5 separate regions of the Mus musculus genome follow, and all the other regions are linked to region 1. The links are chromatin contacts, called in public HiChIP or PLAC-seq and promoter capture Hi-C maps. All regions are on one chromosome and are shown on one strand. Each heading gives the region's core, a stretch centred on a gene start, on an enhancer-like site or on the middle of the called end of the contact. The rest is flanking DNA. Distances are from core to core; before and after follow the strand shown.

What was found. Promoter capture Hi-C pulls out the DNA fragments that hold promoters and counts their contacts. HiChIP or PLAC-seq counts read pairs in DNA pulled down with a chosen protein or histone mark. Capture Hi-C pulls out chosen DNA fragments and counts their contacts.
Region 2: a contact with region 1 is called in a promoter capture Hi-C map of pre-B cells, with 2.9 times the contacts expected there. The contact joins the promoter of Kif18b here to the promoter of Plekhm1 in region 1. A contact is called at or near these places in 3 of 39 promoter capture datasets (hematopoietic stem and progenitor cells, neutrophils and pre-B cells), 1 of 484 Hi-C or Micro-C datasets (CD4 T cells), 2 of 115 datasets of contacts at active chromatin or transcription factors (memory CD8 T cells and thymic regulatory T cells) and 1 of 9 other capture datasets (liver).
Region 3: a contact with region 1 is called in an H3K4me3 HiChIP or PLAC-seq map of embryonic stem cells, with 11 read pairs. The contact joins the promoter of Wnt3 here to the promoter of Plekhm1 in region 1. A contact is called at or near these places in 1 of 39 promoter capture datasets (hippocampal neurons) and 1 of 115 datasets of contacts at active chromatin or transcription factors (embryonic stem cells).
Region 4: a contact with region 1 is called in an H3K4me3 HiChIP or PLAC-seq map of embryonic limb bud, with 3 times the contacts expected there. The contact joins the promoter of Wnt9b here to the promoter of Plekhm1 in region 1. A contact is called at or near these places in 2 of 115 datasets of contacts at active chromatin or transcription factors (embryonic limb bud and embryonic stem cells).
Region 5: a promoter capture Hi-C map of adipose tissue shows a contact between it and region 1. The contact joins the promoter of C130046K22Rik here to the promoter of Plekhm1 in region 1. A contact is called at or near these places in 6 of 39 promoter capture datasets (the 3T3-L1 cell line, the C10 cell line, erythroid cells and 3 more), 8 of 484 Hi-C or Micro-C datasets (CD4 T cells, LSK cells, Th1 cells and 5 more), 10 of 115 datasets of contacts at active chromatin or transcription factors (bone marrow-derived macrophages, double positive thymocytes, embryonic limb bud and 4 more) and 3 of 9 other capture datasets (adipose tissue, liver and macrophages).

What each region holds. Positions count from the first base shown.
Region 1 is chr11:103,411,301-103,414,178 of GRCm38.p6, reverse strand. It overlaps Plekhm1 (pleckstrin homology domain containing, family M (with RUN domain) member 1), which reads left to right and starts at 1,474. Exons shown (of 12, transcript NM_183034.2): 1 at 1,474-1,586.
Region 2 is chr11:102,923,757-102,926,634 of GRCm38.p6, reverse strand. Kif18b (kinesin family member 18B) reads left to right here and starts at 1,511. Exons shown (of 16, transcript NM_197959.2): 1 at 1,511-1,652.
Region 3 is chr11:103,772,795-103,775,672 of GRCm38.p6, reverse strand. It overlaps Wnt3 (wingless-type MMTV integration site family, member 3), which reads right to left and starts at 1,498. Exons shown (of 5, transcript NM_009521.2): 1 at 1,325-1,498. The coding sequence starts at 1,404. It also overlaps a transcript of Wnt9b not described here.
Region 4 is chr11:103,748,451-103,751,328 of GRCm38.p6, reverse strand. Wnt9b (wingless-type MMTV integration site family, member 9B) reads left to right here and starts at 1,508. Exons shown (of 4, transcript NM_011719.4): 1 at 1,508-1,642. The coding sequence starts at 1,560.
Region 5 is chr11:103,696,256-103,699,133 of GRCm38.p6, reverse strand. C130046K22Rik (RIKEN cDNA C130046K22 gene) reads right to left here and starts at 1,410. Exons shown (of 3, transcript NR_102389.1): 1 at 1,262-1,410. Gosr2 (golgi SNAP receptor complex member 2) reads left to right here and starts at 1,411. Exons shown (of 6, transcript NM_019650.4): 1 at 1,411-1,504. The coding sequence starts at 1,476.

The DNA of each region.
Region 1 (2,878 bases), core at 225-2,724:
TTAGCTGGGGCTGGGTTACAGGTTCCGAGGTTCCGTCATTAGCGTGGCAGCAGGCAGACAGGTGTGGTGCTGGGGGAGGAGCTTTTTTTTTTTTTTTTTTTTTTTTAAGAGTCTTGATTAGAAGGCAACCCAGAGGGCTGGAGAGATGGCTCAGTGGGTAAGATACCCAACTGCTCTTCCAAAGGTCCTGAGTTCAAATCCCAGCAACCACATGGTGGCTCACAACCATCCTTAATGAGATCTGACTCCCTCTTCCGGAGTGTCTGAAGACAGCTACAGTGTACTTACATATAATAAAAATAAAATAAATTAAAAAAAAAAGAAAGAAAGAAAAAAGAAGGCAACCAAGAGACTGGGCAGAGTTTGAGCATATATATGTTTGAACATATATTCAAATATATATTACCTCAAAGCCACAGTGACATACTTCCGCTAACAAGGCCACACCTCTTCCAGTAAGGCCATGCCTCCTAAATAGTGCCATTTCCCATGGGCCAAGCACATTCAAACCACAACTGGTAAAAAGAAAGAAAGAAAAGGAAAAAAAAGACATAGTGATAAAATGACTCCTAATGACATTTGGGTACTCATAGATCAATGCCTTGTTCAGCCATCATTAGAGAAGTTTCCTTCTACAGCAGATAGGGAACCCCAAGGGAGAGGTGGAAAGAGTGTAGGAGCCAGAGGGGATGGAAGACACCAAGAAAACAAGGTCCTCTAAGTCAATAGGAGCAAAGTTCATATAAACTCACAGAGAGTCTTTTCTTTTACAGTCACCACCTCTATGGCCCACACCTAGGTCCTAGGTTCCCTTTTGGGCACGGTCCTCAGACCTGCCCAGCCTGCCCTTTATTAGTCACGGTTGCTACATTTGACAGTTTTCTTCCGCGTCTATTCCGAGAGACAGCTGTCATTTTCTGTAATGGAACAAAAGCAATTAAATAGTGAGAAGACAAAAAGCAGGTCCTCTGGGCTTCATGCCTCAAAGGGCTGACCGCAGGCAAATTAAACTAACAGGTCCAAGAGAGCCCTCAGGGCGATCACGTGGTATGAGACAAGTCAAAACAACTGTTTCCTGGCTCCGGAAAAACCAGACCTGAAGGTCCCACTTGGACCCAGGATCCACTTGCTCCCTCCACTACTAATGCCCTTAGGGAAACATACGGGTTAATGGCGCAACAGGGCGCATTTTCGGATTAAGGGGGCAAACACGACAACCCCAAAGTTGCACAGATGCGATTGAGGGGCAGAGCTGCGGGACGCAGAAGTCCCGAAGCTCCAAGGGTCCAGCCTCTCTGCGCTACCCAGAGCCAGAGTAGCGAGAGCGGCAGGATCGCTCACCTGAGCCAAGAAGCCCTGCAATCCGGGGCAAGGGAAGAGCTGACGGCCCCGCCCCTCGGCTCCTCTAGGCCCAGTGATTGGTTTTTGAGGACTGGGGGCGGGGCCGTAGCGAGGAGCCGACGTGATGGCGTCAGACGCCGCGCGCCGCTTCCTGTTGTCAGTGCCTTTGGAGCCGCAGCTTCTGCTCGGAACCGAGGGGGGTCTCGCTTCGCCCGGAGCGCCGCCACCTGCTCCTGATCCCTTCGGTGAGTGAGTCTGGGGTCTGAACGTGGAGGGAAGCGCGGGGCGGTGATGCGACCCGGCGGTGGGCCCGCAACCTCGCAGCCACTCGCGACCCCTGTGCGCCTGGAGACTTGGGGTGGGAACCTCGGCCCTTCGCAGCCCGGGCCTGCTCCCACCTCAGCCAGTGGCCACCGGCTCTCTCCCCTCCGTCTCCACCGCAGCCAACCTCAGCCCCAAGCCGGGTCCCCTAACCACCGGTCTTGCAAAAGTGTAGCCTCACTCGTGACCCCTCTTTAGCCCAGTTGCAACCCGATCCGAGCGAGCCACATCCCTTCGCCACCTCTTATCTCAACATCGCGTTTATCCCTCATCTCTTCTGAACCTTCCCTCGACCCTCCATTCTGGCTCAATTTCTTATCGCAGCCTGTCGTATCTGGCTCACTCGTCCCAAACACGCTAAGTCTCCCTCCCTCCCATTGACCCACTACTGAAGTTTTCTCCTGTTGAACTTGCCGGTTTCTTCTTGGTTACTGACGTCACAGCTTTATCTCAAGGCTTGTGTGTATCTTTTCTTTACCGATTTTTACCTAATTCCCTAGCTGATCACAGAGGTAAGGTCTCTCAGGCACTTTCCTGTCTAAGACTTAATATTAAACTGTCCCCGACTCTGCTGTAGAGGACTGTCTCAGTTTCTACCACTTCCCCCAGTCCTTTCGTTACTTTAAATTTAATATGCATTTATTAATTCTTTGAGAATTTTATGCATGTACATAATATTCCTGCCCCCTAACATCACTGTTAGTTTGGGGTTTTGGGTTGTTGTTGTTGTTGTTTTTGAGACAGCATGTCACTATTTAGCCTTAGATCTCTCTCTCAGATCACTCACTATGTAGATCAGGCTGGCCTCAAACTCACAGTGTGGGTCACCACTCCTGGTTTTAATCTGTTTTTTGTTTGTTTGTTTGTTTGTTTGTTTTTGTAGGATGGAGGGTGGTTTTGTTTTTTGTTTTTGTTATTGTTTTAAGACAGCCAATCTAAACAGCCATGGACTCCTGATCCTCCCTGCCTCCACCTCCCAAGTGCTGGAATTGTAGGCATGAGTCACCATGCCTGGCTTCCCAGAATTGCTATTAACTAGATCTACTCAACTCCTGTCATTTTCTTCCTTGATCCAGCTCTCTTTCACTTTGAGAATTTAGGGTATAGCTCCCTAGTGGTCATACTTGCTATATTCCTCAACAGCCATGTCTGCTCCTTGTTCAGAGCCCAGCAGACTAAACAGCTAAATTGGTGTGTGTAGGGACTCGGATGGTAA
Region 2 (2,878 bases), core at 262-2,761, 490 kb after region 1:
TTCAAATAGTGCCACTCCCTGGACCAAATATATTCAACTCACTATACCCAGCATGTTTTAACTATACCCTGTATCATCTTATGTTATTATTAGTTATTAATTCTCTTCTCCCCCACCTCTGTCCCTTTTCAGGAACTCCCTATAGTTCAGGCTGATCTAGTATTTACCATGTACATGAAGCTGGCTTTGAACTTGTAACATTTTCCCTCTCCTGCCTTGGCATGTATCACAATCCCCACCTGTGATAAATATCTAAGTTTTTCCTATAGACTGGGAGCTCTGTATATCACATATCACTGTAACCTCTGAACCTGTCATAACAATCGTTGAATGAATCTGAGAACACCTAGTGCCATTTTATTGAACATCTACAAGGTGCGTTATTCACATTACGTTTTTTTTTTTTTTTTTAATTTTTACTTATGGGGATTTAGCTCAGTGGTAAAGAAAAGGCCTTGGGGGCTAGAGAGATGGCTCAGCGGTTAAGAGCACTGACTGCTCTTCCAGAGGTCCTGAGTTCAATTCCCAGCAACCACATAGTAGCTCACGACCATCTGTAATGCTCTCTTATGGTGTGTCTGAAGAGAGCAACAGTGTACTCATATACATTAAAAAATAAATAAATAAAATGAAAGACCAAGCAAACTTCACTCACTCAAAAGAAAAGGCCTTGGGTTTGGTTCTCAGCTTGGGGTGTGTGTGTGTGTGGGGACGTTTAGGGCGCAAAAAAACAAAACAAAACAAAAACAAAAACAAAAAAACCAGATTTACAGTAAGCGAGGAGGGAACTTCTTTACCAGGAAGCTATCATTAAACAACTGTTCCTTTTGGAGACGGAGAAGGCAAGAGTATTCAGTGTTCTTGTATCTTTGTACTAACCCTAACTTCATGTAATTTTGTTGTTTTTGTCCTCACTAAACTAAGTGTGGTGAATAAATAATTTGAGTCAAGTTATCCAGTATTAAATGACTCTACTAGCTTGTTCACAGTTGTGGTGAAAGAAACCCTACAGTAACCTTTACATGCCCCAGACTTGCTCACAACGCCACCATGAGGACAGTTTACTTGAGAGAGAGATCGAGTAAAGTTCTCATGTAGCTCAGGCTGGCCTGGAACGCTCTACCTGGAGGGTGGCTGGTTTCGAACTCAAATAGATCCGCCAGCCTTTGCCTTCTGCGTGATGGGATTAAAGGCACGAGCCACTCTGAATTGGAGGGTGCCTATTTAAGCCACAAAAGCAGGTTTTAAATTCTGTCGAATGTGTGGTCGCTGTAACCGCTGCTGAACTCAGCCCACAGACCACAGAGACGGGGCAGGCCCCCTGGTTACACTGCTAGAGACTCGATTCTGGTGGCAATTCCGCTCCGTCCGGTTTGATTTGGCCAAAGAAACCCAAGGCGCGCAAGAGAACTAGTGCGCAAGCGCACCCCCGGCTGTCTTTGTTACTTAGGAAACAGCCAATCAGCGAGCCGGGCGGTGACCAATGAGAAGCGCGGATGAGCGGACCGGCTAGTTTGAACGCGCCGCGCCGGAAGAAGGTTGGTTCGGTGGAATCGGGTGTGGGGGAGCTCTCTCCTGAATCCGAGGGCTCCTGTCCGAGGCGGAGGGACGCGTAAGCGACCCCCGACACCAGCACCGGGAACCGACGAGAGGTAGGCTTTGGTCGACGGTGGGGCGGCCCCGCGGGCTCGGTGCAGAGCTGTCGTTTGCGCGGGCTCGCTGCAGTTGTCTGGAACCCGAATCAGCACTTGTTTGGGCAGGTCAGGGACGAGTAGGAGGGCACTTCCTTTACACCGAGAATGCAGCCGATCGTGATCTCTGCGTCCCACGGTCCGGGGCCCATATTAAGTCCTCTCATGTATACCCGGTCCTTTGAAAGGTGCACCCGGCTCCGTAGCAGCTACCCCTCCTCGTGTGGGAGGTGGAATTGGGTCTTTCTACAGGTCAGAATTGGAGATCTGGGACGCCCGGCAGGAGAGAATGGGAGAACCACTCCGCTCCTCTTGTCAGAGCTGATTACGCGGCTGTGTGTGTACCGAGGGAGGCAGCTTGGTTACTGGGACACTCCTAAACACTGGCGAGCATGAAAGAAAACCAGGCCTCTATTAGTACCAGGATGATCGAGTCTTTTAGCCTTGGACATTTGAGCTACTGTGACAAGTACAAGGTAGAGCCTGTTTTGTGCCAAAGAACTTAAAATACTGGTTTGTGTTGGTTTTGGTGGTTCAGTGCATCATAGGGAAATGATGTATCATATAACTTTACCAGCGGTGTCTAATATTTGTTGGGCACTTAAAAACCGAATGCCATTCAAGCTTAACACAAACCTGGTGAGACAGATAATTAAAAAATATTACAATTTGCATGTTGAGAAACGGAGGCACAGAGTGTAGTTAAGCTTGACTTGGGAGGACATATATAATTTTACTTTTGTGGATGAGCTTTTTGTTGTTAACAGCGCTTCCTTCAATGTCCCTATCCTATTTCTTCCATGCCTATTTCATTATGGAACCATGCCCTCTGCCAGTCAGGATTTTAAGGCATCTCATTCTCCATTACTTTGTTTTTATCTAATTTCGCTCCATTTGTACCTTTTTTTCTCTCATGGTCTAGAGATCAAACCTAGCCCTAATACCTTTTTTTTAAAAAAAAGTATAGAAGCATCATATTATTAGAGACATTTGCAAAGCTTTTCTCTTATCTAGTGACACAGCAACTGAAATTATCATAATATTGTATAAACTATATTCTCTCTCCACAAACAGTTAAGTTATAAATACAAACTAGGCATAGTAAAATAATCCCAGCCCCTGAGAGAGAGGCAGAGGAGAAGAGTCTCTGAGTTTAAGGCCAGTTGTATTGAGACTCTTTCAAAACA
Region 3 (2,878 bases), core at 249-2,748, 360 kb before region 1:
CCCCAAAGCATCTGGAAAAAGGCTTGGGGTGTGGCCCAGTATTTTATAAGCTCTGAGCCTCATACTGCAGGCTTGCAGGTAGCAGGCAGGGAGGGGGCCATGTAGGCAGCACTTTACCCTGGTAGCACTTCTAACTTTCACCCCAGGGGCCAGTCTCCTTCTTACTCAGAGGTCCCAAATTCCTCCTCCTCCTCACCTCCCACCCCCCCCAGGGCTCTAGCCACTGCCCAGGAGGGGAGGGTTCTTTTATTAAAGTTTTCCGGAATGCAGGGGGCTGGAGACTGAGAGGGCTGGGGTGTAATTTAGAAAACTGGTTTTAGTGTCTTCCACCGGAGGACCTACAGAGGAGGAGCAGCAATGAGGCTTGGAAAACAGGGGAGTCTCTGGAGCTGGGGCTTCCAAAAGGCGGTTTATCTTCCAGTGAATCCCTTCACACACCCATCAGCTCCAAGTACTCCGCCTGCTCGCCCAGCCTTATTTACTAAAATGCCTTTTGTATCCGTATTTCTCAGGGACAGCATTCCCCCTTCCCTCGCCCTTTCTCCTAGCTTCCCCGTCTTCCAAAAGCAACGAATTTGACATGGAGAACTAGGTTTTCGCTCAAAAAAACCCAGCAAGCCTACCCCTCCCAAACAAGTACATTTTCAAAGAGCCCCCACCTCGCTTTTCTCCGGGATGGACAAGCAAGGAACGAATACACCCGGATCAGCAATGGCATCTAGGATCAGCAAATTCTATAGTCACTTCAGAGGCTCAAAATTAATCTAGAACGGAGTGGGGAGAATCTACTGAAATACCCCCTAAGTCCCCTGCTTGGGATTCCCAAAGCCCTTAAGGTCTCAAATATGAAGGCAAACGCGAGTATTGTGGGGGAAATCTCTTGACCGAGACACCGAAGAGGTGCGGTGGCGAAAAAGGACAGGATAATTTTACCCACGGAGACCCTAAAATGGAGAAGAGGAGTGGCCGGGCCGCGGGGACAGCACAGAAATGCAAGTGTGAGCAAACGAAGGTTCTTCGGGACCCCCAAATTGGGGTGGGAGAGGGTGAAGACTAAGAACGAGAGACCTTCAGGGGTAGGGAGAGCCCTCCCGCCTCTGCGGCGGGTAGCAGGGAAAATGGTGATTATCTGAGAAGCCAGGAGTTGGATTCGGAAGGCGACACCAGCAGAAGATCCAAGAGGGGTGGACGGCTGGGGGGCTAGCGGGAAGCAAGGAGAAAAGAGCCCCAGGCCTGCTGCAGCCCAGACCCGGCCAGCGCCTCCCACCGTCCCCGGGTGCGGCCGAGAGATCGGGGCCGCAGGCAGACAAGAGGCAAGTCTTACCACCAAATTGGGTAGCCAGCGAGGACCCTGGTGCCACTGAGCAGGAGGCCGAGTAGCAGCCCGAGCAGGTGGGGCTCCATTAGAAGCAGCGCCGAGGAGGAAGTTTGCCGGCGATCATGAAGAGGGGGAGCGACGCCCCCAATAGTTGGAACAAAGTCCACTTGAGGTTGGAAATGACTTTCGGGCTTGTCAGAGGCGCACCTCCACCCGCAGCCGCCCCCCTCCGGAGCCCAGCGCCGAGCAGCCGGGTTTGAGGATGTCAGCGAGCAGCCAATCAGCGCCCGCGGCCTAAGGTAAGAGATGAGTCTGTAGTTCAGCCTGTCAATCACGGGCCCCTCCCGCCCGGCCCACAACTCCGGCTCTGGGAAGGGCATCTCCCGGCAAACTTGGGCAAAGCCTGCGCCCCGGGCGCACGGAGGCCTCGGGAGGACCCGGCACGCTGGATTCTCTGCTGGCCTGGGACACCCCCTTCCCAGTCCACGCGAGCCAGGTTTAGGGAGCTGGAGCTTTGACCCGGCGTTCACGTGGTGAAGGGGTCGGCTTGGGCATTGATGGGTGGCTCCCTTTTCTGTGATCCCTTGGCACTTGGGCCCGTAAGGAATCGAGACTAGAAAGCAAAGGGGTTGTTTCCAGATCGCGCGACTGGGATCAGGGGCTAGGAAAATGCAACCCCTCCCAGTCTCCAGCCTTTTCGGGCTCGCGAGCTGGCGGCCCCTGCCACCCGGCCGCAGGTCGCTTCCAGGGTGTCCGAGGGGCGCGCGGGAGAGTCCGCTGAGGCTCTGAAGGTCTGCCAGCCGGCGGCGCCGGGGGACAGAGCTAGTGTCATTTGAGTCTTTTGTCAAGAGTCAGATTGGTATCGCGACCTCCTGCAGCCTTTGCATTTCCTGCAACTGACACCAGCCGCCGTTTGCATTTCCTGCGGGAGGATTCGGTCACTTTCTCCTCCTGCAGGCGTGCTGGCCGGACCTCAGCAGTACCTGCAGTTTCTTGGATCTTAGGATGGAAGCATTTGGGACTAGTGAAACACGGTATAGCTCTGTCTATTAGTGGTTGGGGGCGAGGGCTCTTCAGGAACATCTACCTCCCCTATGTCCAGGTCTCTGACCTATATTCCCGACCCTTCTACGGATGAGAAACTAAAACCTGGCGATTGGTGTTTAAGCGTTGTCCCGTGCAGACACCAGATTCACCCTACGACCTACTGAAGCTCTTATACAAGGGGAACTGTTCAGGCCTCCAAGGGGCACTCTTCTTACCAGTTCTCCACAGTTTGGGAGTTAAGTCTGAGCCCAATCATACCTAGATTGTTAGGATTCAGTCCCCTTACCTAGGTACCTCAGCCTCTCTACCCGGACACAGAAGACATTCAGCCCTTGAAATGCTCCTGGCTTGGGACCTAGAAAGCAAGCCAAAGGAGAAGCCATGGTGGGACTTAACTGTGTAGACGGTGAAGAGAGGGAGCCCACCCAAACCTGCCTAGCCAGGAATGGCGGGCTTTCTTGCTGTTAGGGGTGGATGGGACTGAGGGAAGTCCTACGGGGAGCAGACATTCCT
Region 4 (2,878 bases), core at 259-2,758, 340 kb before region 1:
GCTGAGATGACCGCACACATGTCTCCCCATGCTGTCATACACGTGACCATAACGATGGCTTAAAATCAGCCTTGGAGGGGACACTTACATCCACAGTCCAGAAACCAATGAACAAATCACAGAAATCACGCAGCAATCCCTCATCCCCCAGCAGAGTAAACATCAGCCCACGGTGCTGGGCTCCTGCCTGCAGGCATAACAACCCACACCTCACTACCTCCTCTCTGACATCTCATCTACACAAAAATCTTGTCAGTTCTTTGTCATCCTCCCTGTTTCACGTCTGGAATTCGTAGTTCACGTGGTTGAATTCCAGGTCTCTGAAGCCTATGTTGGGCCTTGCAGCCTCAGTAAACAGGACCACCAGATTTGATAGGACCACAGAGCTGTGGTAGCAAAGGGTCATGTGGCTACTGAGTTGCTCCACAGTGAAACAGCTCAAAGAGGCTCACCACCATAGCCAAGTTTCCTCTGTTGCAACAGCTTGATGTCAGAACTGGCATAAATCTTCCTCGTTCCAGGCCGATATCCTCCACAAAGCCAAGGTCACTGTCACCCAATGTTCTAACTCCATGTCTAGTTTCTTTCTTTTCCTTCCTTCCTTCCTGCCTCTCTTTGACATTTTGCACCAAGATTTGACATTCATTAAAGCCAGATTGTGGCTTTTTGCTTGATTTGGCTCAGTGTTCAAGATGCCCAAAGGCGTTTGAAAGCTCATTTGGTTGTATGTCTCCTTCCTAGACTGATGTCACCCCTGCTTCGTTGTAAGAATTGGAGTCAAACTTTTTTTTTTCTTAAAGCAACAGGCAGCATTGAGGCCCAACACTAAGGAGATTCACGTTTTATATGATGGAGATCTGGCTTCTATGCATCTAGGGAGTCCGCTTCCTCCTGCTTCTGTGGCTCTGCCTCACTCCTCAGACAGTGTAAATTTTTGACCAGTAATAGTGTTGTCGTCATACGAGAGCCCTTTACACCTCCGCCGATGGCTGTCAGTTTCGTGTTTAAGAGCAGGTACCCTCTGTATGAGGTTCTATGTCTAAGAGTCCTCCTAGCCAATGGACATGAATGTCTCCCGCTGTTGGGGAAGGACTCTGCGCAGGACCTCTCTCTCAGCCTTCGGAATCCCTGAGCAAAGAAAGCTGAACTCGCTCTACAGAATAGTGACGACCACGAACTTTTGCTATACAGAGATCGCGCACCCGAGCATCTCTCCCGGGAGAGGCGGCATCTCTGAGGCAGCACCTCCTAGGTCCCCAGAACCCCAATCCTCTCCAGGGCCAGGGTCCCACACGGTCCGCCTTCTTTGCTGGAGTGGGCGCGGCTCCAGGTGAGCACTCACCTGAGAAGGGGAGGGGCCTGCTGCTGACCCCTCCCACAACAGGGCGGGCAGAGTTCGGCGGAGCCTATGGGGCGAGGGGCTCGCCGGCTGCGAGGCTCCCTCCCCGGGCCGCTCGCGCTCCGCCCTACCGGGTTTAAAGCCCCGCGGGCGGCTGGTGGCGGCGCTACGAGCGCCTAGTGGCGCGAGGAGATGCGAGAGTGCACCGGCCGCCTGCACCATGCGCCCCGCGCCCGCGCTGGCCCTGGCTGCGCTCTGCCTGCTGGTGCTGCCTGCCGCTGCCGCCGCCGCCGCCTACTTCGGGTCAGTGCCGGTCGCGTCCCCTCGCTCCGTATGCCCTGCCCCCGGCTCGGGTCCCTGCGAGGCCTCGAACTCAGCCCTTTGCTCAGGTGGACCCCGATCGCTTTGAGGGCGCATTTCCCTCCCAAATCTCCATCCCTCGCTCTCTGTGCTCAGACTTAATCTCCCTTTCTCGAGTCTACCAAGTCTAGGTCCCTTGCGCTTCCCGGTTCCTCTGCCGGGCGGCTGTCAGACTGCAGACTGGAGCTCGGCTTGCGCAGGGGATCCTGACCTGACACCCCTGATACGCCCTTGTCCGCGCAGGTCCAAGCGTCGGTCCTGGGCTCTCATGTCCTCTTCAGATCTTTCTCGGTACCCTCTATGTCCCCATCCTGGACTCCGTCCAGCTACACTTTTTGCTTGCGATTTCAGTATCCTTTGCTTTCTCCCTGCAGAGCTGGGACCCGGACACCTGGCTGGGTAGAGGGATAGGTGGGTAGGGGTGGGGAGGAAGCTGAGAGTTTTGTTGATCCAAGGTTGTGGGAGATCCTGGGACCGCGGGGCACATTAGTTAGATGCTTAAAGAACTGTACGGTGAGGAAGTGCGACCAAATTAAACCCCAGAGGATAGGGTTTATGGGAAAGAGAGGGAGAGAGGCCCATCTGGGGGTGTCCATGGTTAGAAAAATAACAATAGCTTCTGGTGTGATACCTGGAGAGTGAGTCTCAAGGGAAATAATTGAGGGAAGCAAAATGGCATTTGTCTGCAAATGTCTTCACTGACTCTGGATTGAAGATACTTGGTGAGGGTTGGGCGTGGCGGTGATGGTAGGGATCATGGATTTTAAAAATCACCTCAACCCAAAGCAGGCTCCAAATGCTTAACTTTAAACATTGCCTTTTTCTTCCAGTTACATCCCTAGTCAGGCAAGGCTCACAATCCAAGCACAGCAGAGGCTGATCTCAGGAAACCACCATAGGGTGTGAGGGTCCAGGGGCAACCTCACCGGCTTGAATAAGGGATGTAGGCTAATTTCCAGGTCATGACCTCTGGCTAAAATGTACCTGAGTTATAAGCAGCAACCTCCCCAGAAGTATATGGGGAGGGATGGTCAGTCTCAGTCCTAGTGGAGGTCCCTGCTGATGATCTGGGAGGACCATTCAGTTCCTGGGGACTCAGTATCTCCGTTTGACCCGCGCCCAGAACAGCAGACATGTTCATTGCCAAGAACTTGCCCCAGTGGACACGACTCAAGGGAG
Region 5 (2,878 bases), core at 161-2,660, 290 kb before region 1:
AGGCAGCTACTCACTGCACCTCAGCTGAGCAGAAAACAAAGGAGAAGACTGGCACTTTCCCCCTATTACTTATTTTTTTCCTGTTCTTATAAATCTGTAATATAATTTAAAATCAAAATGCCTATAGAGCAAAGACCCACAAAGATTTGACCTGGGACCTCACACAAGTCAGAGACAATTCTACTGAGACACACACAAGCACACATATACATACTTCCCTGTGCATCCCTCACCAGCAAAGTACTAAAAAACTAAGGATACAGCCTTTTATCTATGCCCCGCCCCCACGCTACTCAACCTTAGCTAAAGTGCACCATTCCCACAAACCCTCTATCGGTTCTTGAAGGCCCCCCATGCTTTCTTGATCCATGAACCCCTACTGCTCTTCTCCAGGCAAATGGTCCTTAGTCATACCCTAAATGTTGATTGTTAATTCAGCTTTAAAATAAGGACTTTCTCAATAGACAGCGAAACACCAGGAATGTGTTTTACCTGGGTTCCTATCCTACATATCTGTGCATGGTGCATAGTAGATGTTCAATAAATGGGAGTGGAACTGGGAAATGTAATGTTAGGGAAAGAATGAATATGGGCGGGCAGTCTCTTGGGACATAAAACTGGGAGGGATGCAGGATACAGGAAAATCCAAGCTTCAGCTCACCAAAGGAAGAGGAACAACTCCTCCCTTGGGAGGAACTGTAGATAAGAACCTAGATGGATGGAAATGAGATGGGCCTAGGTGAAGACAAGTGTTTGAACCTTTCCAAGTCCTAATCCAAATGTCACCCGCCCTTCATGTCTTTAAAAACAATTTCCTATTGACCACAACACCAGCCCAGCTCATTATCTTTGTATTTATTTGGATGTTCTACCATTATCTTTGTACTTATTTGGAATGTTTATTTGTATACAGATCGTAGTTCCTTCTCTAGTCCAACCTCTTGAAGAACAGGGAAATTTTGGTTGTTCCACGTCATATGCTAACCACTCACTCACTGTGGGTTTACTAAAAATGAGCCGGAGATGGGAAGACTAGTGGGCGGACTAGTTCGAGGCAGGAAAAGCACGCGTCGTGAGGAAGTGAGATTCCCCAGACCTGTAATTACACACTCCAAGGAGAAGCCAAGCCCGACCGCGGGGCGGAGAGCGACGTAGAGAGTCGCCGGCGACTTCTCGGGGGAGGCTCTGACGTCAGTGCCTCGCGACCGTCCTCTCCGCTACCTGATTCAATCCCGGAGCTGGACTTTAGCAAAAAACTCACCCCCGCCGCTCTCCGCGAGCTCCGGCCCGGAGCCACACCCATCCCTCGCGTCCCGCTTTCCTTCCGCGCAACCCCGTCTCCGACCTCACAACCACCACGGGACAGGCACACTCGCGGGCGCCCTACTCAGCAGGGCGGGCCCTGAGACCGGAAGCCGGAAGTGGGGTTGTGAGGACGTGTTCCGAGGAAGCCGCAGGCCGGCTAGGCCGGCGTCATGGAGCCCCTATACCAACAAACGAACAAGTGAGGGCTGCGTCGGGGAGCGGGCTGGGCTCCGCCCGGGCTGCGGCCCCTAGGGCTCGGGGCTCTGGGGACTGTCATTGTGGAGGTTTCCGCTCGGGCTGCTCCGCATCTCTTAGCCCCTGGTGCGATGCTCTTAGCCGAAGGGGATCGAGCCGGGGCGCGAAGGCTTGGGCCCGGTAGCTCTTGGCCGCAAGCCGTGACTGCCTATTGGCAAGGGAAAGCAGCGCCCCTAGGTTACAGCACTTGATCCAGCACCTGCCAGCTTAGTCCTCCGGGTTGGTAGAGCTTAGAGAACAGAGAAAACTGTTGCCGAGGCTTGTGTCTATGAATCTATTGCTTAAGTGGGAGTGTCAGGGGTTGTACGAAAGAAGTATTTTGTGTACTTGATTGGACATTTAAAGAACTTATTTTTGTGACACAAAGACGGGCAGGTAACTAGTGACTATTTTTGTGAGTCATATCTGATTACAAGTTAGCCTTAAGGAAATTGAAATTGAGTCTTAGATTAGCTTTTCATAACTAAGTTTCCTTGGTGGGTCCTTTTTTTTTTTTTTTTTTTTTTTTTTCCATACCGTCCTTTGTTTTGGGAACTTGCAGTGTTATGCAGCTAGACACCATGAGGGGCCACATACCTATGTTAGTTTAAGAACTTTCTATTGATTGTATGACAGCACTGAAAAATCTTATTCCTTGGGCCTGAAAAATGACATAAACTAGTCATCCTGCCTCCCCAGGAAACTCATAACAAAAAGAATGGAAATAAGATGGTGGTTATTCTCTTTTTACCTTTTTTTTTTTTAAATTTGTTTATTATATGTAAGTACACTGTAGCTGTCTTCAGACACCTCAGAAGAGGGCATCAGATCTCATTGCAAATGGTTGTGAGCCACCATGTGGTTGCTGGGAATTGAACTCAGGACCTTCGGAAGAGCAGTCAGTGCTCTTAACCTCTGAGCCATCTCTCCAATCCCCCTTTTTACTTTTGTCAACAAAATGTTTGATTTGGGTGGGGGAAAATAAACTACATTGTAATGACAATTTGCATATTATATAATAAGTGTAGGAAGAGATTTTAAAAGACTATCCTGTGAGTCACGTGGAAAAGGAATGAGGCAGAAAATTGCCCTCATTTACTAAGAACGGATCCTTTCCATAGCAAGACACATGGACCTAGCAGAGCGGTGAGTTAATCTGCTAGTTGCTGAATTGACAGAACAGTGTCAGAACATACTCGTCTCACTAGAACTTTGAACTGATTCTGTGATTATCTCTAACTGTGAAGGTACGTTGACATAAAATCGATTATTTAAAGTCATATAGCTGGAAAAGTCCTGAGCACTGAGTGGATGAACAAAACAAAAAAAAAAGAAAGAA